Linked DNA regions of Mus musculus: all the other regions are linked to region 1. A link is a contact called in public HiChIP or PLAC-seq and Micro-C data. All regions are on one chromosome and are shown on one strand. The core of a region is the stretch at or near the end of the contact, and the rest is flanking DNA. Distances in the headings are between cores, read along the strand shown.

The links. HiChIP or PLAC-seq counts read pairs in DNA pulled down with a chosen protein or histone mark. Hi-C and Micro-C count contacts between places; a contact is called where the count stands out from the background.
Region 2: a contact with region 1 is called in a Micro-C map of embryonic stem cells, with 4 times the contacts expected there. The contact joins the promoter of Bcas3 here to the promoter of Usp32 in region 1. A contact is called at or near these places in 2 of 39 promoter capture datasets (cranial neural crest and neural stem cells), 10 of 484 Hi-C or Micro-C datasets (CD4 T cells, CD8 T cells, embryonic stem cells and 2 more), 8 of 115 datasets of contacts at active chromatin or transcription factors (effector CD8 T cells, embryonic stem cells, extraembryonic endoderm stem cells and 2 more) and 3 of 9 other capture datasets (adipose tissue, liver and pancreatic islet).
Region 3: a contact with region 1 is called in a CTCF HiChIP or PLAC-seq map of the NIH/3T3 cell line, with 13 read pairs. The contact joins the promoter of Znhit3 here to the promoter of Usp32 in region 1. A contact is called at or near these places in 13 of 39 promoter capture datasets (the 3T3-L1 cell line, 3T3-L1-derived adipocytes, HPC-7-derived erythroid cells and 9 more), 1 of 15 datasets of contacts at CTCF or cohesin (the NIH/3T3 cell line), 15 of 484 Hi-C or Micro-C datasets (B cells, CD4 T cells, the G1E-ER4 cell line and 8 more), 19 of 115 datasets of contacts at active chromatin or transcription factors (the 230-238 cell line, the NIH/3T3 cell line, the SCID.adh cell line and 13 more) and 4 of 9 other capture datasets (adipose tissue, embryonic stem cells, liver and 1 more).
Region 4: an H3K4me3 HiChIP or PLAC-seq map of bone marrow-derived macrophages shows a contact between it and region 1, with 2.4 times the contacts expected there. The contact joins the enhancer-like site here to the promoter of Usp32 in region 1. A contact is called at or near these places in 4 of 484 Hi-C or Micro-C datasets (erythroblasts, granulocyte-monocyte progenitors, nephron progenitors and 1 more), 4 of 115 datasets of contacts at active chromatin or transcription factors (bone marrow-derived macrophages, embryonic stem cells and fetal liver) and 3 of 9 other capture datasets (adipose tissue, liver and pancreatic islet).

What each region holds. Positions count from the first base shown.
Region 1 is chr11:85,137,086-85,144,178 of GRCm38.p6, forward strand. Usp32 (ubiquitin specific peptidase 32) reads right to left here and starts at 2,870. Exons shown (of 34, transcript NM_001029934.1): 1 at 2,626-2,870. The coding sequence starts at 2,683. It also overlaps a transcript of 1700125H20Rik not described here.
Region 2 is chr11:85,349,627-85,356,084 of GRCm38.p6, forward strand. It overlaps Bcas3 (breast carcinoma amplified sequence 3), which reads left to right and starts at 3,538. Exons shown (of 24, transcript NM_001166643.1): 1 at 3,538-3,607; 2 at 5,262-5,349. The coding sequence starts at 5,267.
Region 3 is chr11:84,911,354-84,917,793 of GRCm38.p6, forward strand. Znhit3 (zinc finger, HIT type 3) reads right to left here and starts at 5,013. Exons shown (of 5, transcript NM_001005223.3): 1 at 4,903-5,013; 2 at 4,746-4,777; 3 at 2,858-2,932; 4 at 1,869-1,949; 5 at 1-295. The coding sequence starts at 4,988. The coding sequence ends at 114.
Region 4 is chr11:84,999,255-85,005,881 of GRCm38.p6, forward strand. It overlaps Usp32 (ubiquitin specific peptidase 32), which reads right to left. Exons shown (of 34, transcript NM_001029934.1): 29 at 6,554-6,627. Among named protein-coding and RNA genes, the nearest start is that of Car4, 45 kb to the left of the region's middle. Within about 2 kb of position 4,472, at least 52 of the 459 cell types and tissues checked have an H3K27ac peak or open chromatin away from gene starts, as enhancers often do. A contact at or near this core is called in bone marrow-derived macrophages and erythroblasts, where this site is marked.

The sequences.
Region 1 (7,093 bases), core at 1,620-4,119:
TAGTAGGCAATGCTCATTTAAATTAAAGCCAAAGGGTCAAATAGTTCTATGAGGCTTGTTCTATACTTGTCAAATCCTATTTGCCCCAACTCACCTTATCCAATGTAAACAGATAAACAAAACTGATGCAGGTATTAGTACCTATTTATTCAGGCACCCCCAAAAGGTTCTCAAACCATTCAGCAAAAGCTTACAAAATCTTTCTGTAGTTAAAGTCTGACATCTAATTTGCCTGTTTTAAACATACCCCAGCCTACACTTAGAAACTACTTTATCACCTTGCTCCTCTTTGGTTTAATTTCCCTGCAGCAAAACTGACAAAAACAGAGGCAGGCGGATCTCTGAGTTCAAGGCCAGCCTGGTCTACAGAGTGAGTTCCAGGACAGCCAGGGCTACACAGAGAAACCCTGTCTCGAAAAAACAACAACAACAAAAAAAACCTGACAAAAACAAACCCATTCAAACAACTAAGACTTTAATTCATACCTTGATACTTCTTCAAATATGCATTTTAAAATTTCACGGGCACATTTCATAACACGTTAAACAAAAACCTTTCACCAGATCATTTTTAAATGTATTGATTCCATTTATATTTTAAAATGTACAGTCTTGCAAGGCATGGTGCTGAATGCTTTTTATCCTGCACTTGGGAGGAAGAGGCAGGTGAATCTCTGAGTTTAAGGCCAGCATGATCTACAAAATGATGTTCAGACAGTCAGGCCTACATAGAGAAACCCTGTCTCAAAAAAACAAAATACACAATCTTAATTTGATATAAAGTAAATCAACAAGAGCTGGAATAAAAGTTTAATTTTAGAATTTCTTAACGCCAGGTATATCACTGGTATTCACACCCTTAAACTTAAGGAACACTTCTGAACAGCTGTAAATCATTTGACTGTGCCCTATTTCATGCCATGTAAGCCATAGACTAATTGCCCCCAGACCTGTCAAGCTCAACAGAATTCAGGAAGTGACTGGTCTACTAGGGTTGGAAATAAATCAAGAATTTGGAATATTTCTCATACTGAAACAGAGAGAAAAAGTTCAAGTAAGATTGTACTTAAGAATAATCATCATGCAGCCGGGCGGTGGAGGTGCACGCCTTTAATCCCAGCACTTGGGGGGGCAGAGGCAGGTGGATTTCTGAGTTCGAGGCCAGCCTGGTCTACAAAGTGAGTTCCAGGACAGCCAGGGCTACACAGAGAAACCCTGTCTCGAAAAAACAAAACAAAACAAAACAAAAAAAAAAAAGAATAATCATCATGCAGATATGGTAAGGAAGAACCACTAAAAGGTGTATTTTCGCTATTCTGCTCAGCCCCAAAATTGATGCAGCTACAATTCTGTATCTTATTTTCTGTTTATTAGGTTGTGGGTCCAATGAACTTATTTCTCTTTGTATATGAACTAGATCTCATTTCTAAATCCTCACTTTAAAATGTCTTTTTCATCATATTTTAAGTTTCTATCCCAAGCTACTAAAAACACCTGGCGCATGACTGAATTTACTTATTTATTTATTTATTTATTTATTTTGGTCTTAGAAATCTGTTAACAATAATGTCTGGCCACTAATCTGCTTAATGTTTTTCACTTCTTACCAAGAAAATCCATTAAACATCAAAGAGAACTACAAGCACCACACAGACACACTCTCAAATCTCAGTCATGAAAAATTAAGTCACATTCCGGCCATAAACTGTGCAAGACACTTCCAGTTAGCACGAGCTTTACACTGACAATCGTATCAGAGTAAGTGGTAGGGGGTTGGGGGCTATTAACAACACAGTGTGAATCAGAGCCAAGAGCAGCAGCCGTTGACAGCAAGGCCAGTCTCTGAAGGGAGCTGTAATACAGTATCACAATGCTGGGTTTCCGAATGCCATTTTAAGGGAGCGAGGGGGTAAGAACTGGGAATCAAGTGTACTAAAACCGTCTGATCAATGTCCGAGGAGAGGAAACCTAAGACAAGGTCTTATGAACATCAGCTGTCTAATCTGTTCTCACCTTAAACACAACTTCACTTTCAGGTCGTTCTTAATCAAAGTCAACCGCTCAAAGGGTGAAGGATGGCAGGAGTAAATGGAAGGATAGTCATCGCCCTCAACAGAGAGGCAAAGACCCTGGGAAAACCAGAGGCTCCCTAATAGAAAAGGACTTCCAGGAGCAAAACAGAACGCCCTGTCTTCTCCTCCAGCCAATGCTGTTAGAAACCAGATTAGGATGTTGTCGGAGGCTTTTTTTTTTTTTTTTAAATGAAAGAGTGATATGAGAAAATGGCACTGAAGGATGAGGGGGCCTGGAAGGGTTGAGCCACCCAAGAACCGATGGTCAGGGCTTCCCTGCACCTAAACAAGATAACAACGCCAACCGAGTGCACCGGCAATGGCCAGCCAGCGCCCGGTACCCCCGTCACTGCCAAAGCTTCGCCCCCTCCCCTAGTGCCCCAATTCCCACACCCCGCTTCCCCTTCCACCTCCCTGCCCTCGATATTCCCACGGCTGGCCTCCCGGGTCCTTCGCCAGGCACCCCACGCCCCAGCCTCCTCTCCCTCCGGCCACCCACCCCTGGGCGCTCCGCGCTGGCCTCCCCGCAGCTCACTCGACCCCTCCCCCTCACCTCTCCTCAGCGCCTCCTCGTAGCTGAGGAATCCGATCCGTGACTCCTTGGCGCCCATGCTCCCCTCATCCCCTCGGCCGGGGGTCGGAGCCTGCTTTCGCCCCCACCCCCCTCCCGCCTCCTTCGCGGCGTCGCCGGCTGACGGTGTCGGCGTCCCCGGCCCCCTCCTCCCCCAACACTAACAAGTGCGGCTTCTGCCCCAGCGACTCCTCCCGGCCGCCGCCGCCGCCTCCATGCCGAGTCACGTGACCCGCTCCCACCCCGCCCCCTTCCCCTCCCTCCTACTCCGCCCTTCTCCTCTCTCTCCTCCCTTCGCGTCTCGCCTCACTCCTCCTCTCCTCCCTTCCGCCCCCACCCCGCCCTCCCGCCAGCACCGCCGCGGGTCACCTGACCCAAGGCCCGGGACGGTTCCGGGTAATGGCCGCCGGGGGGCCACGCTCCGCCCCACCCCACGCTAAGAGCGCGCAGGGGGGGCGGGGCGGCCTCGCCACACGTAGCACGTCATCCCTATCTTCCTGCCAATCCTAGGCCTCGAATCCCGCCGCGGCGCTCAGCTGGCCAAGAGGGCAGTGACTTCCGGGGCGCCCGAGGACGGGTCTTCCCGCCCCCCACGTTCTGGCGTTCGACGGGCGGGGCCGGAGCGATGACGGTTGGTGCTGCGGTGGCCGCGACCCACCTTGGAAGACTAGGGGAATGTTAGGGAGCAGGGGGGGTCTGAGGAAAGCGGTGCGGGCGACAAAAGGAGCGGGCAGGCGGGGGACCCCTAACGTTCGGGGGATGTTGGCAGAAGTGGAAGATGAGACTCACGGCTTCTCTGAGAAGATACCTCTTTTTCCTTCTAGAGATGGAGCCTCAGGACAGGGCAGTGGACCTTGTCGCAGTATTTTACTTTCTACGCCTTCCCATTCTCCAAACGCGGCTGCCTTAGCTTTTCTTTCAGAGGCCCAAGCCACTATGTTGGTCCATTTTTCCCTCTGAACCTGTTGCCTCCCTCCCCCAATTTTTTTAAGCCGCATTAGATGTTTTGTTTTGGGTGTTTGTTTCTGACGCAGGGTTCTGCTTTGTAACCCAGGCTGTCCTCGAACTTGTAGATTCGCGTGCCTCAGTTTCCCATGTACTGGTTCTACAAGAAACACCACACCCAGCCCTGCCACCTTCATGCTTCAACCAAACACTTGCCCTCTAAAAATGAGACAGTTCAAAACTGAGTAGCTTGCTTTAAAATACATATATTTTATGTATAATACATATGTATATAGTGTGTGTGTGTGAATTTAGTAGCATTAACATTTACATCGTTATTCAGTCTTAGTTTATCTTCAGGACTACTTGATCTAGTAGAGAACTGAAACTTTCAACAGTAATGTTGGTTCATCAAGGCAACTACATTTCTCCTGTGACTGGCTTATTTCACTTAACATGGCTCATTGTGTTGTAGCATATCAGGCATGTGGTTCAGCAATTCCACTTCTCAGTATATAGTCCCGAAGTATGTCTTTAAAGGGATGTGTGAACAGCTATTTATGCACTCAGCATTTATAGTATATACAATAGTCAAAACGTTAAAAATAAATGTCATAAGTTAGTAAACAAAATGTGGTGTATAAACACAATGGAATGTTTTTCCATTTCCTTTTTCTGGGTGGGGGAACCAGTGAGACAAGTTCTAGCAGTTGCCTGGACTGGGACTTGTGGCAGTCCTCCTGTCTCTGCCTCCAGATGTTGGAAGCCTATGCCCCACACCTGGTTCCCATTTCATTTTCACTCTGATGTGTATCTGTCTTCACCATGAAAGTCATGCCATTGGGTGGGTGGATATGGGGGACTTTTGGTATAGCATTGGAAATGTAAATGAGTTAAATACCTAATAAAAAATGGAAAAAAAAATAAAAATAAAAATAAATACTGGCAAAAGAAAACAGAAAAAAAAAAAAAAAAAAGAAAGTCATGCCATGAAGCTTCTCAATAAGGAAACATTGAAAACAATAGCTGTTTGATCTGAGGAGACTGGAGGTGCCAATTAGATCATTTAGGCCCGGCAAAAAATGATTTCAGTTCCTGAAGCCGACTGATAGTCACATGCCCTGCCAGCGAAAAGTGTTTCTCTACTTTCCTGGTGGACCAGATCTCCAGCGTGGTAGCCTTAGTCACAACACTGCCTTTTCCAGTTCTCTGAGGCACTCAGTAAGACCTGAGATTAGTTGTAGTACTAAAAGCCCATGGATCAGGAAGTTGAGGATATAATCCAAACCCTTTCATTTCCATGTGATCCGTTCAGTGTAGCCTCAGACAAAACAGTCATCCTATACAGTATGAATTCTGAAATAGATTATTTTGAAGGGAAACTAAAGCTTTCAGCTGTGAGGAGCAAAAATCCTTACGAGTTCAGATGCAAGATACAGTATGCGTTGCCGCCTTATCAAATAGTACATTAAGATGCTCTCACTTTACTAAGCACGGGTCTGGCTGTAAAACTGCACAGTTGAATTAGTTCAGAGCAAATTATTTTCTCCCCTTGTGGCACTACCCCACTCGAAAGCTGGGACTTTTGTTAGAATTTGAATTAAGAGTTAATTGCCACAAAAACATCTGGGAAGACTAGATTAAAACTTAATCAAGTTTAAAGTAATGCGTAAAACTTTCAAGACTTTGTCCTTTCCTGGGAGTGTCTGCTTGCACCTATAATTCCAGTACCTGGGCCATAGAGGCAAGAGAATCACAAAGTTCAAGGCCAGTTGCATATACATAACAATGTCCTGTCTTAAAACACAATGTATATTTTAAAAAGATTTTATTCTTGGAATACAGGCCTAGCTTGTCCCGAAGATCATAAAAATGTTTCATTCCATTATTACACATTATTAAAGAAAGCAGGGAGAATAGTTATGTCTGATGAGAATTTTAAATGTTAAACTGGGATAAGAACCCGCCTCTGGTTTGTATCACATCATGTAGTCAAATGTTAACCGTCTCCCTATAACTTAAAATTGATACAATACTTATGTTTGATGATGCAGAAAATATAGTCTTCCTGTCATGCTGAAGGAATTCTATTAATCATTTAGTTTGTTCAATTTCACTTAATCCATTGAAGAGTTAGCCAGCTACCTCACTTTAAGCATTAAGTTGTACTTAGGAAACCATTCCTTTAGCTGTAATTACATGCCTGTGAAAAGGTTATCCATACAAATATTTAAAGCATGAGAGATTAGTGTGTCATTTGTGCTTATGAGAGGGCAACGTAAATGACAATGTTCTTTAGTTTTTATTCCTGGAGAATGACATAAGAAGAGGTCAGAGTCATTGTAGTACTTGCCAAAAAACCATAGCTACAATAGAGATAAGCCAATATAATAAAGAAGGGTAGATCAACCTGATCTATGAGTAACTTGACTGCCAGAGAGGCCAGTGCCCTATGAAGTCTTGACTATCCAGTAAGTGAATTGATTTTTCAGTATTATGGACTTCTTACCTTATAGTTTACATAGCCTAAAGATGAAAACACTTGTATTATAATTGTATTTGCAGTACATCAACTATTTTATGCAGATAATACATTTCAAGATATTTTCTGCTGAGTACAGTAGAACACACCTTTAACCCAAGCACTCAAGAGGCTAAGGTATGCGAAATTCCAAGTTCCAGGCCAGCCATGTAAATGATGCTAAATGATGAGACCTTGTCTCCAAAAACAACTTTTTTTAACTCACTTTGTAGACCAAGCTGGCCTCGAACTCAAAAATCCGCCTGCCTCTGCCTCCCAAGTGCTGGGATTAAAGACATGCGCCACCACCGCCCGGCCCCAAAAACAACTTGGTATTCAAGTGTCTACAGTGTAAACTGCACTGCTTCACTGAGTCTTACTCCCTAAAGGTAGGCGTTGCTCATGACTGCACACACCATATTTTCCCTGTATATAACATTATAGTCTTATATACAACCTCTGTAGTCTACATTCTGAACTGCAGAGGCGGTTATTTCATCCATTCCTGTATCAGACTTTTTCTGTACAATGATCCTTGTTCTTTTTAAATTGTAATTCTTTTAAACGTGCATAAAATGCCAGTGCATGTATTTTGTTTTTCTAATTATCTTTCCTTCCTAGGCTCTGAATCTTTATCAGTAACTATTGTGCTGTGGAGTGTGTGGCCTACACTTGTAAAATCCCATTGTCATTTAGCACATGGTGGCACCGGGTAGAAGGATCGGGAATTCAAGGTTATCTTTAGCTACATATTCAGTTCTAGGCCTGTCTGTGCTGTGTAAGAACTTGTCTCAAAAACAACAAAAACAATTAACCTGACACTCAAGGACATAATAATGAACAAATTATCAAACCACAAAAGATGGCTTCATGTTTAAGAGCACTTCCTGCTCTCCAGAGGATCTGAGTTCAGTTTCCACCACCTATGTAACTCCACCTCCAGGGAATTTGGTGCCTTCTAGCCTCCACTAGCACCTACACTTG
Region 2 (6,458 bases), core at 2,288-4,787, 210 kb after region 1:
GTTTAAAATTTTCATCTGCTTTTAATTCATTTTCTTATTCTGTTCTTTGAGACAGTCTTGGTATGTAGGCCAGACTCACCTTGGACTTGCTACCAACCTGCCTCAGTCCCTGGAATGCTGGGTTTTAGGCATGAACTACCACAACAGGTGGCAACTTTAGGGCTTTGATTTGTAGTCATTTGAAAGGTAATCTAACACACTAATGAATCTTACACATGCTCAGCTAATAATTTGTTAAAATAATACTTGGTAACAATCAGAACAAAGAACTAACTCTTCCACTGAAAATGAACACCATAGTCATGGTTAAGAAGGAAGTATCTAGATACAGTGTAATACTTACCTATGGGGGGGGGTGAGATAAGGTCAGGGGTTCAAGTTCATCCTCAGCCCTTTAGTGAGGTCACCATGCTCACTGGGAGGAACCAAAGTTGATTACTTGAAACAACCATTATCTATCACAGGACAATGCTAATGGGTGTTACCTCAGATTGGTGATAAAAGCAGATACCAAAGCAAATGAAGAGTGAGTATTCTAGGATTTCCCTTCCCTTTTATTTTTTTGAGGTACTGTCTCACCAGATGTCACAGGCTGGCTTTAAATTCACTGAGGATCTGACTGTGACATCAGATTCACTCAGGCCTCAACCTAAGTGCAGTGGTTAAATACAAGTGAACTACCAAGACTAAGCTATGACGTTTGTTTATTCAGATTGAACCTCATGTAGCCCAGGCTGGCTTCCAACCTGCATAACCCAGGGTTCAACACCTAGCCTCTCCACCACTATAGCCTCTCCACCACTATCCTTCTCTAGCTTGTACCTCTGTTCCCAGCTCTGAGTATTGATCTTTCCCCAGCACTCCCCTTCTGTATATACACACAGACACAGACACACACACACACACACACACTCCATTCCCCTCAAGTTCTGTGTTCAGGGAGACCTGAGAATAACTAAAAAGTGACACAATCTTCATTTGGAAAAGATTTTCCTTTGCAGGAGTCCTGAGCACCGTTTAGGCTCATGTTCCTTTCCTTATGTCTGCTACAAGCACATGATTGCCTTTTTCATTCATATATAGTTATGTATATTAAGGCCTTCCTTGTATAGCAGAGATTGTCTTGAATCCCCTATGTAGGGAAGAATGGCCCTGAACATAGGTTTTTTTTTTCATCTGCTAATAACGACTAAGAGGAGGCCTTTAATTTTTTAAAATCACTATGCATTTTTGGGTGTGTGTGGGGGATGCTATGTTACATGTTTGGGGGTGGGATCAGAGGACAACTTAATTTCTTTTTCCATGTAAGTTCTGGGGAGTGACCTCGGATAGTCAGGCTTGGCAGCAAGGACCTCTACCTGCTGAACCATCTCACAAGCCCTGAGAGGAGGTTTTGAGACCACAAAGGGTTAAAACTAGAAGACAGCTGTATCAGTTCATCACATGGCTACAGCATCTGCCCATTTTCTGCCTATCTCAGGAAACCCTAGAGCCTCATCCAGAGACAACTTGCCTAGTCTGAGAGAATCAGAAGAGGAAAAAAAAAATCCTTTCCTGTTGCTACTGCGGTCCACTAAGACATTTAAGTCAGGAATGTTCGTAGCCACTGGACTGTATGTCTACCTTGGATCCATGTCCACACTGCAAGTTGGAGATGGATAGAAGTAATGTTCTTATTCATAAACATTCCCACTCATTCCCTCTTCTTTTGATTCTAAGCTATGAAGAGCTCAATAAGGAAAAACGTCCCTTATCATTTGGGTGAATGATATGGTCATTTTTGGGGAGGTAACCTCAGTTGAAAAAAAAATGCTTCCACAAGATAAGATCTGGCTCTTAGGCGGGCCTGTAGGGCATTTTAATTAGTGATTGAGGCCATGGTGGATAGTGCTGTATCTGGAGTGGTGGTCCTGGAGTCTATAAAAAATCAGGCAGGGCAAGCCATGAGTAGTAAGCCAGTAAGCAGTACTTTTTCTAGGCCTTTTTACAGCTCCTGTCTCAAGGTTTCTGCCTGGTTTAAATTTCTGTCTTGGCTTCCCTCAGTGGACTTAGGATCTGTATGTCAAATAAAGCCTTTCTTCAACAAGTTTTTTGTTTGTTTATTTTTTCGAGACAGGGTTTCTCTGTGTAGCTCTGGCTGTCCTGGAACTCACTCTGTAGACCAGGCTGGCCTCGAACTCAGAAATCTGCCTTCCTCTGCCTCCCAAGTGCTCGGAGTTCGGAGTGCCCCACCATTGCCCAGCCAGCGAGTTTCTTTTGGTCTTGGTGTTTCGTCACAGCAATAGAAACCCTAACTAAGACATATGGCCATGGAAATGAGTTTTTTTGGCCTTGACCACGACCTCCAGCTAACTCTTGACACTGATGACATGCCTAAAAAGTCTACTTTAACCTGTATGATAGGCAAAGGTACTTTTACGAATTCCTTGTTGGTCATACCTAGCCGCCTAGTCCACATCTAGGCAGGAGCATCATGTCCAAATTCCAGGCCCGTTTATTATTTTTAAAAGAATTATATCTTATTAAAAAAGATTTTTTGGAAGGGACAGTGTTTTCAAACTTGGTGGCACTGGACTGGCTTAGAACTTGTTATGTACACCAGTGCTGGGAATATAGGGAATATAGTGCATGTGTTACTGGAATCCCATAAAAAGAGATTTTGGTACAGGTTACTAGGTGCTCAGGGGAAAGATATATGGGAAAGCTAGGAGTGTGATTGTGGGTTTCTTTAAGCAAGAGCTCCCGGCCTACGACTACTTGAGACTCCATGAACCCTTAAGACGTATCCAATGCCATCTTGCAAAGCCCCAGGTAGTCTTCTTAGACTCTCTATGGATCCCTATATTGTGCAACAAGTTCCCCCTTCCAAAGTCTGGGGCCTCTCCATTTCCAGATGTTCACGAACATCCATTCCTATGACAGTAACCATTAAGGACTCCAACAAAATTTCTTACAGGCCCCCTTATTCAGAGCAAGACGTACTCAGCAGGGGACTGAACACGGACTGCCAGCCTAGACTCCCGGAAGGTAAACACAGCGCCGCGGGCGGGGTGGAGGGCGGGCTCGGGCAGCCTGAGTGGTCAGGTAAAAGTGATTGGCAGCTGCCACGTCCACGTGCTTTTAGCTTCAAATCAGCTGTCGCGAGAATTCGATGTAAACACACCAGTATACCTGGCTTCGGGCTCCTCGCTGGAGACTTCTGGCTGAGGTCCGCAGGTATTTGGTGCATGTAGCGTTTCCTTAAAACAGAAAATCCACCAAGGTGCCTCTTCCAGGCCCGCAGACACGCCTGCCTTTTCTCCCCTGCCGCCTGCATTCACAACCGAACCTGACCCACCCGCTTCACCCGAACTTCCATACTGTTGTGTTTTCCCTCCAGCCCCAGCGGATTGGATGGATTCTGAAGGCGGGTCCGCCTCTTTCCTACTCGCTGGTTGGCGAAGCTGACCTCCAAGGGCGGTGCCGCGCCGGGGCCAGTTTGCTCCTGGGATTGGCTGATGCGGTGGTTCCGCCGAGGCGTGGTAGGAAGTGCTAGCCGTCAATCACGAGGGAGACTCCAAACAGTGAGCCTGAAGCTGGAGAACAGCGTTTACCGGCGGAGCGGCCGGTGAGAGGGCTGGCGGGTCTTTGGCTTAGGGGAGGTTTGGAGAGGGAAAGGGACAGGCAGCATGAGGAAACAGGGCTTGACCAGCCCCAGTTGACGGGGAAAGGTGCTGAAACTGGAGGAGAGCTGGGCAAGAGGCCAGAGGGCGGCCGGGGGCAGTGGTGGTAGGGCTTTGGAGGTGAAGTGTGGAGTGTTGTTCCCGTGACTTTGGGGAGAGTGGGGCCCGAGGGGCTTTCGAGGAGCTGTTCTCAAGTGACAAGGCCTTTAAAGGACAGAGGTGGGGAGACTGGTTCGGGTAATAGAGGGTGGAATGAAGATGAGAGTACTGAGGGGTCTGGTGAAAGGTACTGCCTAAGAAAGGGGTAGCTGGACTAGTTGGGACAATGGGTTGTTTGGGTTGTATAGGAATGTGGGGATCAACAGTTTGGGGTTTTTCAAATGAGGTGGTACAGTGAACCCTTCTTAAAAGTGATGCTTTTAGGCTGTGGGCTTTCCTGAGCCTTGTAAGACATCTTTAGTTCTGTTGCCAGTCCCCCTTTAACCATAATGAAGCAGACTCTGTACTCTCCAAACCACCTCTATGATTCAGAAACTCATTAGATAGTCAAGGTCTGGGACTTACTTAGACTGTGGGAAAATCCAGAGGCTCCTTATATTATACGAGTTTATATTCCAAATTTGTTTACACGCTGGTGATTACGTTACAATAGCTGGAGGTTAAAATATTATTTAAATGTGGCTACACAGTTTTATCTGTCCTCAACAGATTTATCTGAAGGCAGAGTGGTATCCTGTTACGTGTATTTGTTCTGAGGCTCACATGGGCCATCTGGTCTTTATATGGCTGTGCCCTTAAGGTTGACTTTGAACTCCTGATCCTCCTGCCTCTGCCTCTCAGGCATGCATATGCATCACCACCTGTGACCAGCTTTTTAAATTATTATTATTATTATTATTATTATTATATTTTTAAAAATAAAATACTAAGAATCTCAGGCTTACATTGCCCTTGAACTCAAGGCAATTTCCTTGCCTCAGCCTCCTGGGAACTGGAACTGCTGGTATGTTATGTCCCACTGAGCTTTATATTTGCATTTCTTTATTTTTCTTTTTTTAAAGATTTATTTATTTTTATATATGTAAGTACACTGTCGCTGTCTTCAGATATACCAGAAGAGCGCTTCATAACCCATTACAGATGGTTGTGAGCCACCATGTGGTTGCTGGGAATTGAACTCAGGACCTGTGGAAGAGCAGTCAGTGCTCTTAACCCCTGAACCATCTCTTCAGCCCTATATTTGTTTTTCTAAGTGATCCTGTGTTATATAGTTCCCATTTAGTTCTCTGTCTCTTTTCCTCCTAGTTATAAATTATAGGAAGATTCTGCCAAAGACTGAACTGTCTTGACTTTCAGATACTGCATAGTTCAAGGTCAGCCTCAATTCCTGGGTAAGACCCTATCTTAAAAAAAGAAAAGTAACTTCCTGGGTGTGGTGGGTACACACCTATAATCCTATCAGTTGGGCTGGCAGGTCTCTGAGAGATCTAGGCCACAAGTTTCTGGGAAAATTCATGGTTTGTCACAGTTTGGCAAAGGGATATTTAATGAATAATCGTACACCTCTCCTTCTGACACTTTTCTTTTCTCTGGAAACAGGTCTCATGAATGAAACAATGGCTACAGATTCTCCTCGGAGACCCAGTCGTTGTACTGGCGGAGTCGTGGTCCGCCCTCAGGCCGTCACGTAAGCTGAAGAAAGCAGTATTCTAGAAAACAGTTCCCACTCAGAATATCTGTTTGAGCTGGGTGGTAGTAGCACATGTCTTTAGTCCCAGCACTTCGGAGCCAGAAGCAGATCTCTGAGTTTGAGGCCTGCTTGGTCTACAAAACAAGTTCTAGGCCCGCTGGGACTACATAAAGAAACCCTGTCTGAAAACAAGCAGACTCTCCTCCAAAACTCCCAGAGTGTCCATTCGGATAGTGGTTGCTTCTGTAAACACTTTGCACTTTTTGTGTATTTGGAAGGCTATAGTAGTAGTAACAAGGCTTCACAAGAAGGGAACACTCTCAGTGGGGCTGAGCTTGCCGTAAGCCTGAGGGGCTGAGTTTGATCCCTGGGTCCCACAGGTTAGGAGGAGGGGACCAATTCCAAGTTCATGGCCCATACCCCCCCCCCCATGCACCACTAAATAAGTAGATAAATAAATAAAAAATAGTATAATTTAAAAAACTTAAAAGAAGGTTTACATTTTGAGTTCATCTTTAAAGGCTAGAATTTGGATACTTGGACTCAGCAAAGACAATAGAATAATATAAGAAACAGGCAAACTGCTTTTTCTTTGGGATTTTGAGACAAGTTCCTATTTGTTTTAACAATTGTTATATAGCAGAACAGATCCTGCCTCCATCATTCAAAGCTGAGATTCCAAATATGTGCTGCCAATCCCCACTCCCAGGTTCACTCCCAGGTTTTTTTTTTTTTTTTTTTTTTTTTTTGAGACAGGTTCTTTCTATGTAGCTCTGGCTAGTCTGAAACACACTATATTGACCAGGCTGGTCTCAAGATCCCTACCTCCAATTGCTGGGATTAAAAACATACATTGCCATGTCCAACCTTTTTTTCTTGTTTTTTCCAGACAGGGTTTCTCTGCATAGCCCTGGCTGTCCTGAAACTCACTTTGTAGACCAGGCTGGCCTCGAAATCCACAGAAATCTGCCTGCCTCTGCCTCCCGAATGCTGGGATTAAAGGCGTGCACTACCACGCCCGGCTTTTTTTTTTTTTTTTTGAGAGGTGTTTTCTGTGTGGTCCTAGCTGACCTGACAATGACTTATCCCAGGCTGTCCTTGAACCA
Region 3 (6,440 bases), core at 3,763-6,262, 220 kb before region 1:
AGCGAGCCATGTGGTAGAGGAAGACCCACGTGTGCATGCTGCGTATGGTGGCCTTGAAAACAGCCACCTCTTGGAGCAGCAGCAGGTAACTTGAGCAGAGAACACATCCAGTCTTAGGAATCCCTCTTCTGGGATGGTTCCACGATTCCTAAACAGCAGTCTGCAAACTCCACGAAAAGGGGCTCCTGCATACAGGCTCGCATCAGCTTTGCTTTGTTGTCACCCTGATCGAGGCTAATCATCAACTGCCTCAGGTGTGGGTTCAGCAGCAAGCTTCTTAAAGTTTCCGATTCACCTTAAAGATCAATACCAGCTTTAAGTTCAAGGGGGACCTGTGGCAGTAGCTGAAAGCTAGGAAGGACTTGTATCTCCACCCTTATGCTGTCACTCCCATATGCGAAGACTGTACAACCAGCCGGCCGTGGTGGCGCACGTCTTTAATCCCAGCACTTGGGGGACAGAGGCAGGCGGATTTCTGAGTTTGAGGCCAGCCTGGTCTACAAAGTGAGTTCCAGGACAGCCAGGGCTACACAGAGAAACCCTGTCTCAAAACAAAACAAAAACAAAAAACAAAAAAAAAGACTGTACACCAACTATACATCAAAACCTAATGCACACCTCTAATCGCAGCGCTTGGGAGGCAGAGACAGTTATATGTATTATGCCATTTTTGAGAAATAGGTCCTGGAATCAAGGTGCCTTAGACATCAGAAAGATTACTGTATTCACAAATTAAACTTCAATATACAGGTGAACAAAGGAAATATGGGCTGGAGAGAAGATACAGTGGTTAAGAGCACTTGCTGTGCAAAGCATATCTCAGCACCCACTTAAAGGCTAAGAGTGGTCCTATGTATACCTAAAACTCCAGCACTGAACAAGGCAGAGACTGGTGGGTGGGTGGGTCACAGGGTTTTGCACTCTGGCCTGTGCATACACACACAGTGAGATTAGCAACAGTAACGGAGGAGCCAGCTAGGAAAGGTGAGCTAGCAGGTAAGCTATCTTTCCAGCCCCAAAAGTAAATCTTTAAAGATTAAAAAAAAAAAAAGGAGCCGGGCGTGGTGGCACACGTCTTTAATCCCAGCACTCGGGAGGCAGAGGCAGGTGGATTTCTGAGTTCGAGGCCAGCCTGGTCTACAAAGTGAGTTCCAGGACAGCCAGGGCTACACAGAGAAACCCTGTCTCGGAAAAAAAAAAAAATTAGCAATTCTTCTGAGGATAGAAACATCATGAGGACATAGAGACAGGAGGATGGCATCATGAAGCCAGTATGGGTTACAGTGAGTTCTAAGCTAGCCAGGACTACACAATACGACTCTCTGTCTCACTAAATAAATAAATAAATAAATAAGAAAAAGACTATCACTCAGAAGCAGAGTAGCCCTGAGGTATAGCCGAGCTTCCAGCCAAAACAATTCAGAAAGCCAACCACATTCTATACAGAGGAAATGGTGTCAGAATACCACCCAAGAATAGTCATATCGAGGGAATTCTCAGTATTTGTGAGAAAACTCCCAAGAAACAAGACTTTAGTGACCTCAGTTTCTTTAATAACACGGATTTTTTTCTTGACATATGCTTTCACATCCTCCCAGGTGCAGCCAATGGGAGTTTATGTCAGTCATTATAACTGGTGATTGTTACTTCTTTATATGCCTCTATGGAAAACGTGTCTGCCAAGTGCAGCTTGTCCTGATGATGGGACACCTTGGTCAGGTGACTCTCCCCCGGGGGGTGGAGGGGGGGGGTATAAAGCTGGCTGCTGCACGACTTAGTCCGTGCTCCACTCTCCCATGCCCCACGGCCTTAGAGCACAAACTAACAGTTAACAAGCCTAACAGTTAACAAGCCCAGCACAGACTTACCTAGATTCTTTAAATTCTGCAGAGACACTCTGTCTTCTTCCTCATCACTGTTGAGGAAATCAGCTACGGAGGAGTCATCATCTGAGGAGTGTAGAGCACAGCTGGTCAGGCCTCAGGAAGCCAGGGCAGCCACGTCGACCACGTGTGTACTGAGGTGCCACAGGGAGGGCACACTAACAGTCGTGTTCAAATAAAATGACAGCTTGCTTCTCTGGCTTCACAATTAAACCAAGAGTAGGTGGCAGAATGGTGACTGGGCTTCACAAGAGCATGACATGCTGTGGTCTGCAGACAGCACCCTTCCTGGCCTCGTCGTGACCCAGGGCTGTGACTGTGAACGAGGCCTATAAAACCCTGACAAGCATAGTACCCCCACTTTCACCAAAGGCAGATACACCCAAGCCCATACTAGACGTTTCTCAAAGGACACATAGCCCAACTCTTTCTGTGACTCTTAAGAACCTCTTTGAGGCACAGAAGGGGCTGTGTGCAGATCTACAACACCCAGGAGGCATTAAAGACAGACGAATCCATGGATGCATGAAATGTGTGAGTGGAGGACAGCCCATTACTGCTGGAAATCTAAGGCGACTTCAGCAGCAAGGAGGTGACCTAATTCAAAGGAAGCCTCCCACATGGGCCTAACCCCAGGCCCAGGGCCCCTCCCCAGAGCCATGCTTCAGGACGCTAGTTTGTACTCCACCCTGCTGAGGCTGCTGCTCCCCCAAAAAGGCATCCTCCTGTATCCTGTCCATTTACCCCCTCTCCTTTCCTTACCATTTAGTATCTTTGAAATCAATTGAAGTGTGTTGTTTAAACTCGACCACCATGCTAGGTAGTGGTGGTGCACGCCTTTAATCTCGGCACTCTGGAGGCAGAGGCAAGGAAGGCCAGTCTGGCCTACAGAATGATTTCCAGGACTACACAGAGAAGCCCTTTCTCGAAAAACAAACAAACAAACACAACAACAAAAGCCCCAACCACCTCACCTTTGCTCTCCTCAGACCTCACAGGAGGCCCTGCTCTTCTCTTCTCAACAGGTCGGGCTTCAGAGCTGCACTGCTCTGAGAGAGACACAAATTTCAGGCATAGCCAAACACAACCCTCCATGCCAGCCAACGAGGCCGCAAGTCCCCATCACGGCCAGTGTACTGAATGTGTACTGGGTAGAGACACACAGAGGGAGAGACAGGTCAAACCAAGCGATCAGTCAGAGAACCGTGAGTAATTCCGAGTCCAGCAGAAGGGGCGAGGAAGCCGACTGAGCTTGGACCTGGGCAAGGTGGTTGTGTGCCCCACCCTACCTTCACAGGACTTCCCCCAGGATTAATGGCAGTGACTTCTATAAACATAACACAATTCATCAACAGTTACTGTATGTGTGCACCCATGTGCCGCTAGGACATGAAGGTCATAACTCCCAGGTCAGAGGGGTTTAGTAGTCATGGAACACATGGATAAGGTAAGAAAAGTCTGCTCTAAGTCTACCTGAGGAAGCCCAGAGACTTAACGGAGCGAGCTTTCACAAGCAGAAAGCAAGCATTTCGGCAGGGATAGGTCTGAGCCTGGGGTGGGAGAAAACAGCAGAGACAGAGGGAGAATGTGCTACATGTATGCAGTGTTTACAGAGGCCAGAAGAGGGAGTCAGAGCCCCTGAAGGGGAGTCAGAGCCCCTGGGAATGGACCTACAAGTTGCCTATAGTAGGCAGGTGCTGAAAACCAAACTCAGAACCTCTGGGAAAGCAACAAGAAGCTCTTAACAGCCGAGCCATCGCTCCAGCTCCATTCTCAATAGGTCAGGAACTTATTTTAACCAGTTCTGGTGGCTCCTATAATCCTAGCATTTGAGGATGACAAAGCATGATCATGATAGATAGGCCAGCCTGAACTACATAAAAAAAAAAAAAAAAGAGCCAGTCTCAGCTGGGCCGTGGTGGCTTGTGCCTTTAATCCCAGCATTAGGAAACTAAGGCATGGGGATTGTGAGTCTGGGAGGAGTATAGAATATATAGTTCAGCCAGGCGTGGTGGTGTACGCCTTTAATCCCAGCACTCGCGAGGCAGAGGCAGGCAGATCTCTGAGTTCGAGGCCAGCCTGGTCTACAAAGTGAGTTCCAGGACAGCCAGGGCTACACAGAGAAACCCTGTCTCGAAAAACAAACAAAAACAAAAACAAAACAAAAAAAGGAATATATAGTGAATCTGAGATACTCTTTCTCAGCACAAAATAAAACAGCACTTGGGAGGCAAGAGGCAGGCAGATCGCTATGAATTTGAAGCCAGCCCGGTCTACAGAGCGAGTTCGAAGGCAGCCAGAAACCCTTTATTGAAAAGCAAACAAAGAAAGAAGGAAAATGAAAGAAGAAAAAGAACCAGCCGGGCGTGGTGGCTCACGCCTTTAATCCCAGCACTCGGGAGGCAGAGGCAGGCGGATTTCTGAGTTCGAGGCCAGCCTGGTCTACAGAGTGAGTCCCAGGACAGCCAGAGCTACATAGAGAAACCCTGCCTCGGAAAAAAAAAAAAAGAGGAGGAGGAGGAGAACCTGTCTCAAAATACCACACACAGAAAAAGAAAATTTCTCCTATTGTAAATAATAAACAACCATATTTTAAAGACAACCATTGCTGGCTAATTGACCTCAGCCAAGGCAGTTTCTGCGATAGTGAGGGGCTACACTAGAATGTCAAGATGAATAAATAGCTAAGACTTTTCCCAAGAAAGCAGCTGACTTGCTTTGGATTATTTGAGACAGGGTCTCAGTCTGTAGTCAGGCTGGCTTTGAACTGGCGGGAATCCTCCCGCTTCGGGTTCCTGGGGGCATGGGGCCTGTACGGTACAAAGAAGGAGCAAGGGCTGCGACGGTGTCCCGGGGTCTTACCTTTGTGCTTCTGAAAACAGGGGACCGAACAGCTGTAATGAGACAGACAGGCTCAGGTCAGCACGATCAGCACGAGCGGCCGCAGCACGTACCCCTTGCCCGCAGCCGCCGCCCGCAGCCCGGCCTCCCTCCGAACCCACTACCCGCTCTGGCTCACTAGGGCACGCGGCAAGTCGGGCAACGGTATTTCGGCTTCTCCAAACAGACCACACAGACCGCAGTCCTACAATTCAGCGACGCCATGACTTCCCAGAAGACACCCGCGCTCACTCTTTTACCTAAACAAGGGCCAATCACAGCGCTCCGCACTCATTGGCAGTCAGAAGCAATGGATTGATCCTGTTCTCTATTCTAGGCCTCACCTGTAGAGTGTCGATACAGTAGATGTGCATTTAGAGCTGCTGCGTCAAGGATTTTTTTCCTCTGATTAGATCAGGCCACGGAACTCAGGATTTTTCTGCCTCTGCATCCCTGACACTGACATCACAAGTGTGCACCACCATGCCTAATCAAAGACATTAAAAAAAAAAAAAAACTGTATACGTGTGCGCCTGTGCCGGGGTAAATGATGTCCCTGCCCCAAGAGAGACCAGAAAAAGATATCAGATCCAATGGAGCTAGAGATAGGCGGGTTTGAACTTCCTACTGTGAATGTTAAGACTCAAACTCTGTAACAGCATCTAGCGGTCCTTACTGCTAAGCCACTTCTCCCAGCCCAAAAGACATTTGAGGCTGAGCTGCTGACAAATGCTTGTTGAACCCCGACTGTGAGTTCTACAATGTCCAGACACTGGGGATGATTGGAAGACGGTCTCTTCCCTAGGAGCACAAGGCTTGAAGTGAAAACAGAATGGGGAAAGGACTAAGGAAGAGACTGGAATTTTAGTGTCAAGCCGTGCATTTGCACGACTCTGAAAATGAGCCTGTAGGTTTTCTTGTGCTTCATGCCACTACAAGCCATGGTGGAGTTGACTGACTGCAGAGCAGATCAGTGGCTAGGCTAAAGGAATCCAGGCTAATGAGTCAGAATAGATGGGCTATGACTAACCTTGAAGGCTACTATAGACTTTAGTTATAGACAAAATCGTGGAGTCAGTTGTGTTAAGGTCTGAGACCCTGTTGCAGGGTGTGTCACCAGGCCCTACTTGGAATCCTGTTTTCTTTAAGAAACTTGCTCCTCTCTGAAGCTCTGAATTTGGTCTAACCTAAACTCCAGCTTCCAGGACCTTAAATCATGTTCCTCTCCCAAATGCCTCCTCCTCATCTATGTGGCCCATTCAGGCTCTAGGGTCCTTTGTTGATTTGTTTGTTTGTTTTTGTTTTTGTTTTTGTTTTTAAGACAGGGTTTCTTTGTGTAACCCTGGCTGTCCTGGAACTCATGCTGTATACCAGGCTGAGCTTGAACTCACAGAGCCGGCCTGCCTCTGTTTCCACCAGCCCTGCTCTAGGGTCCCTGTTAATAAGTGTGCGCATGAGCATCTGTGCCTGCTGAGATGGAGCTGCTGCAAACTAGGCAGTGCCTGGAGCCCTGACTCCCACTCTTTGAGTGTCTTAGAGGGCTTGGTTGCTACCTGAGCCCTTTTATCAATTAAAGTGGATGTCCAGACCTAAATTCTTGAGCTATTGAAAGACAAATGGAAATCATACATATATATTTTTTAACCTGTAGCTGGCAAAAGGGTTATTTCCATGATA
Region 4 (6,627 bases), core at 3,222-5,721, 140 kb before region 1:
AAGCATATGATTTATAAAAGTTGAACTAATTTTTATGTATTCTTTGATTCTCAAAATACTCAATGTTGGGCTGGTGAGATGGCTCAGCAGGTAAGAGCACCCGACTGCTCTTCTGAAGGTCTGGAGTTCAAATCCCAGCAACCACATGGTGGCTCACAACCATCTGTAATGAGATCTGACTCCCCCTTCTGGAGTGTCTGAAGACAGCTACAGTGTACTTACATATAATAAATAAATCTTTAAAAAAAATACTCAATGTTATGAATATGTTTGATTTATAAAATGCATTTAAATAATAAAAAATTTTAAGAAAAAAATCCTCAAAAAGAAAAAAAAACTCATGAGAAAACAATATACTAGACATTAAACCCTAATATAAAACTCATTTGCATATACATATGTAAGAGACTTATCATTATGTTTAGTGACACTGTTGTTTTGGAGTGAGTACAGGAGAGTAAAGTGGATCGAATCCCTCATGAACATTAGGCAAGTAGTCTACCATTGAGTCACCTCAGTTTAATGAATGTTCTTTTTTCTGTGATGGCAAGAAAATGAACAGCAAACTTAAAAGAATAATGATTTGTTGATACAACCTTTAATTTCTGGCCAAAACTTTTGGGTCCAGAGAACCAGTATGATATGCTTTGGGACAAGAAGGAGTTAAGTTTCAGAAGAGAGTGCCAAGGCTAGGCGTGTAAATCAGCAGTAGAGTATTTGCCTAGGGTGTTTTGGGGCTCTGGCTTCAATCTCTAAAGGAAAATCTTAAGTGCAAACAAAAAGAAAGAGGAGCATAAAGGTGGGAAGGGTGAAGTAGAACAGAGGACTGAGAGAAGGACCAAGACAGCAGCAGTCAAGGGTTCCCTCCCCAATCTCATACTCTTGCCTAAAACCCAACGAGCAATCAAGAACCATGAGCTGAGACGAGACTTGCTTGTCTCTATTATGAAAGAGAAGGTAGGAAAGGCATGCCATCAGTGACATGAAGGCTATCTGAGACTTCACATATGAATATGAAGTTTTTCTTCCAAGGCAGAGCCTGGACTACAAACCCACCAATGCCTGCTTCTTCCTGTTAGAGTTCCCAGTGCTCACAGGTGAACTGCTTCTCCTCACCCAAGGGAATTTCCTGTTAGCTTTCTCTAAACTCTTGGGAACACTGGGCTGCTTGGTTTATAAATTGGCCATTTCATTTACTCCAGGTCTTCAGGTGAGACTTTTTCCCTACAGAGGAGATAGCTGAGTCACAGGCTGTCAAATATGTCAATAAACTATCAAGGTTGGAGTTCATCCCGCAATGAAGGCTTTAATATAACACTATCTGGTCTAAAGAATCCCATTTAGAGGAACTTCAGGGGAAAAGTATGTTTTTGTATTTAAAAAGATAATTTTTTGGGGTCACTGGCTCTGAAAACAAATACATAGTAACAATGAACTAACAGTCTCTCAGGCTATTTCTGTTTCTCTGTGACAGGGTCTGGTTATGCACTTCAGGGTTTGCACTGCCCACCCTAGGTAGCCAGGTGGCCTCAAACTCCTGATTTTCCTGTTTGAACTTCCTGAGAGCAGGTATTAAGAATGTGCTACTGTGGCCAGCTCTCTTAATATCTTTTGAGCTGGTCACCTTAAGGAAAAGTGGATATGCTACAGAAACATGGGTGGATACACACACCTATAATCTTAGCACTCAGGGGGCTAAGTGGATCACTATATTAAGACCAGCCTGGGCTACACAGTGAGATCAGGTCTCAATAAAACAAAAAATATATTAAGTTAGGAAGAAAGTTCTGTTTATAAAGTGCTGGCCATGTGTTCACATGAGAACTTGAGTTCAATCTCTAAAAACGAAAACAATACGTAAGTGTGGTGACATGTGCTTGAAAAGTCAGTGCTGGGAAGGCAGAAGGACAGATCTTTTGGGCTCCATGGTCAACTAGCCTAGCCTAACTGTTAAATTTCAGATTAGTAAATGAGACACCTTGTCTCAAAGCAAACAGATAAAATAAAACTAAGGTAGACTGTTACTGAGAAATCATACCAGAGGCTGACCTCTGGCCCCTAACATCAACGTACACAAACCAACCCTATATCGGGGCTGCCTGCTTTGCAGAAACGTAAGTGTACAAAATATCTGTGATGTCTCTCTTTTCATAGCCAGTGAAATTTATGTTTATTCTCTTAATCATGGATGCTTTATGACATGCTACGACACTAGTAAAGAATACTGGTTTTGTTTGTTTGTTTGTTTGTTTGTTTGTTTGTTTTGACTACTTGGGACTATGAAAGTAGTTGAGAACTGAAAGACTGATAAAATTTTTGTGTGACACTTATCAATACAATTTCCCTTAATGATAAAAATTTACTTTACCTCTTGGGCTCCGTGGCTAGATCCTCTACTATTCAAATAATATATTATTTATGAAAACCCTCTTCAAACCTTGTTAAAAACATAGAAATCTTTTATTACTTTTGTTTTTATTCTATTTTAAATCATGTATATGTGTGTGTGTGAATGTGCACATATGAATTCAGGTGCTTGTGGGGTCCAGGAGAGTGTTTGAATCTCCTAGAGTTGGAGTTACAAATGGCTGTGAGCCACCTGGGTCCTTTGAAATAGCAGTAAATGCTCTTAACTACCGAGCCACCTTTACAACCCCATATGTAAAATATATAAGCAATATAAATATTAATTAAAATTTAAAAATTTTTTGAGACAGAATCATATTGTATAGTTCTGGTTGGCCTAGAACTTTCTCTGTAGATCAAGATCTGCCTGTCTCTGCCTCTCTAGTTCTGGCATTAAAAGTGTACAAAACTCTGCCTGGTCTTTCATATTCTTCTAAAACAAATTTCCTTGTTTTATTTATCTGTCTTTTTGGCCACAGTATATGTGGCCGTCAGAGGACAATCTGCGGGAATCAGTTGTCTCCTTTCTACCATGTGGGTTCTGGGGATTGAACTTGGGCTGTCAGGCTTGGCTGTTCAGTACCCTTATCTGCTGACTAATTCATGGCCCTATATCCTTAAGAAAGGAAACCACCATGAAGATATTGACCCAGCATGGTGGCACAAGCCTTCAATCAATCTTTGGTTTTGTTTTGTTTTTCGAGACAGGGTTTCTCTGTGTAGCCCTGGCTGTCCTGGAACTTACTCTGTAGACCAGGCCTGCCTCTGCCTCCCAAGTGCTGGGATTATAGGCATTTGTCATTATGCCTGATATTTAGTGCTAGGGGTCAAAGCTAGGGCTTCATACATACAAGGCAAGCACTCAACAAACTACATTACATCCTCAGTCCATACTATTGGGTGTTAAAAAGCCCAAATGATTCTCAGCAGTCTGGAGTGCAGGTTCTAAACCTGTAGCTTTCTGTTAGGTGTGGTGTCTTTAATCCTAGCACTGTGAGTCCGAGGCTAGCCTGGTCTATGTGAATTTCAGGACACCTAAGGCTACACAGAGAAACCCTATCTCAAAAAAACCAGACAACTAGTCAAACAAACAAACAAACAAACAAACCACTTGATGCTAAACAACAAAAACACCCAAAACCTTACCCATAAAACTTGGTATGTGTGGGTAAAAGCACTGACAAGTCTGTTCAATTCCCAGAACCCACACTATAGAAGGAGAAAACCAATTCCTGAGCTTTGTTCTGTCTCTCTCTCTCTGTCTCTCTCTGTCTCTGTCTCTGTCTCTCTCTCACACACACACACACTTAAAAAGTGGGGCTGGAGAGATGGTTCAAAAGGTTAGAGCATTGACTGCTCCTTTAAGAGGATCTGGTGTTCAATTCCCAGGAACCAATGGCAGCTCAAAATTGTTTTAACTTGAGTTCCAAGGAACTTCTGGACTCTGTGAGTACCAGGAACACAGTGATGCACAGACATAGATGTAGGCAAAACATCTAAATACATAGAAAGATTAAAAAAAGAGAACACAAAGTTGAGAGAAAGAGACCTGTTGTAGGAAGTTTTGAGGAGCTTGAAAGAGGAGAGTTGAGGGGGGATGTGATCAAAATACATTTAATATATCTATGAAATTATCAATAAATAATATTAAAAATGTTTTACAAAATTAGAAAACTGGTATCTTGTTTCGTAGTAAAAAATCAATAATCATTTTCAGTGACTACATAATAATTTACATAAAGAATACATTATACTTTATTTAACCATACTTCTAATATGGAATAAACACATTTCTAATTATTTACCATTTTAAATGATGCTACATAGCGAAAAGAATATTATTTCCCAAGGAAAATTCCTAGATGGGAAACCACTGAAATAAAAAAAGTAATGCAAGTGAGTAATAACCCCAATTGTGTAGTACACTCTTACATGACCTTCTAAGCTGGGGCAGGAACCACATTTAGTAAGAACCCAGATTAGTCATGTTTCCATTCCCCAGTAAGATGAGAAATCTCAATAGCTCCAGAGTTCCCACTGTGTTGTATCATTGAAAGTGGAAGTGGGTGAGAGTGACAGGTTGCATGTAGGCGCTTCCTCTAAGTGATGTCCTCCACAGCCTCTCAGCTTGCACAACAGGCTTGTTAAAAAGGGGAAGTAGTACAGATGGCTAAATAATCTATCTTTGATAGGATCCTTGTCGGGATAATGTCTTGTTATAATTTGTGATGACAGAAACTTGTAAATCTGTCCATTGCTGAAATTTTCCATCTTCAAAAAAAGCATGGCGGGCTGGTGAGATGGCTCAGTGGTTAAGAGCGCCGACTGCTCTTCCAAAGATCCTGAGTTCAAATCCCAGCAACCACATGGTGGCTCACAACCATCTGTCAGGAAATCTGATGCCCACTTCTGGAGTGTCTGGAGACAGCTACAGTGTATTTACATATAATAAATAAATAAATAAATAAATAAATAAATAAATAAATAAATATTTTAAAAAAGCATGGCTAAAGTTTCTGAAATGCCTTGCTACAGTGAGCCTGACCTATATCTTTTCACATTTTCCTTAGCTTTTAGCCTAATATCTTTCTTCCTCTTTCCCTGTTTTGAGACAAGATTTTATGTAACACTGACTGGCCTTGAACTTGCTGTGCATTCAATCTAGGCTTTGAACTCCTGATCCTTCTGCTTCAACCTCTTGAGTGCTAGGATTATAGGGGTATACTACTTCTCCCAGCTGAGCATAGTGACCGTTTGGTAAGAGTACGTGGTATGCCAGGCAGTGGTGGTACATTCCTTTAATCCCTGCACTCAGGAGGCAGAAGCATGTGAATCGCTGATATCAAAGCTAGTCTGGTCTACAGAATGAGTTCCAGGACAGCCAGAGCCACCCACCCACCAACACACACACACACACACACACACACACACACACACACACACACCCTGCTTCAAAAAACAAAAACAAAAACAAATCCACAGTACATCCACTCTTGGGTACAAAGATCTGGGTTTGCAGTGGTAAATTTGGGGATCTAAACAAGGAAGCAGGCTAGTACTGGTAGTCCTCCCATTCCAAAGCAGCATAAATTAAAGCTGGTGAGATGGCTCAGAAATTATTTGATTCTGAGACTTACATGGCAGGAAAAAGATGTTCTCTCAAGTTGTTCTCTGACATCTACATATATATGTCCCACCAAATAATAATAAATAAATATATTAAAATAAAGAGCCAGAAAAATCAGTTACTATTACTGACTTACCTAAAGAAATACTTTTTATAAATAAATTTCTGACAAGTTAAGAGGCATATAATAAACTCAGTACAATCCATTAGAAACCCCTTTGATTTTGTGTACATCTCCACTAAATTCTTTTTGGGTTTTCCTTTTCTTTTTAGATGCTGGGGATTTTAATATAGAGGTCTGCTCATGCCCAGTGGAATTACAGATATGCCTTACCTAATACTCTAAAAAGATATTGATATTTAAAATTATTTATTTATGTGTTATGTGTATTTCTCGGTGTGCATATCTGCACAGAGGCCATAAAAGCCTCTGAAGCTGGGTTCACTGAAGCTGGGGTTGCAAAGGGGATGTAAACCATCTGATGTGTGTGCCGAAACTGAACCCAGGACCTCTGTGAGTGCTGCAAATACTCTTAACTGCTGAGCCATCTCTCTAGCTTCTGAAACTTCCTTTAAAAATCTTAATTTTTTAAAAAAGATTTGTTTATGTGTATTGGTCTGGTTGGCATACAGTGTGAATGCAGTGCCCGTAGAAGGCAGCAGAGTGTTCTGGACCATCTGGAACAGGAGTTGCAAACCCTGCTATTATTTGGCATGTGGTACTGGGAACCAAACCCAGGTCTTCTCCAAGAGTAGAAGTGTTCCTGTTGAGCCATTTCTTTAGCACCACCCATAAACTTAATAACACTGTTTTGTTCCAAGATTTGTTATTAATATTTCTATACTTAATACCCTAATACAATTGATTCTAGAAGTTGGGGGGCAGAGAGCCAAGCAAAAATGTCAGTATATTAAGTACCACAGAGAATGTAGCTAGCTGTATTTCTGACTTTAGTTTGTTATGATACAGTTAAACTGGGGAACATTACCCACCACCCTATGGCCACCCCCAGCACTCACTCTTTCCTGTGATGTTTGATAGCGGAGGTGAAGGGCTGTAGGGTCCCAATCCACAGCAATACAGGCATTTCCAA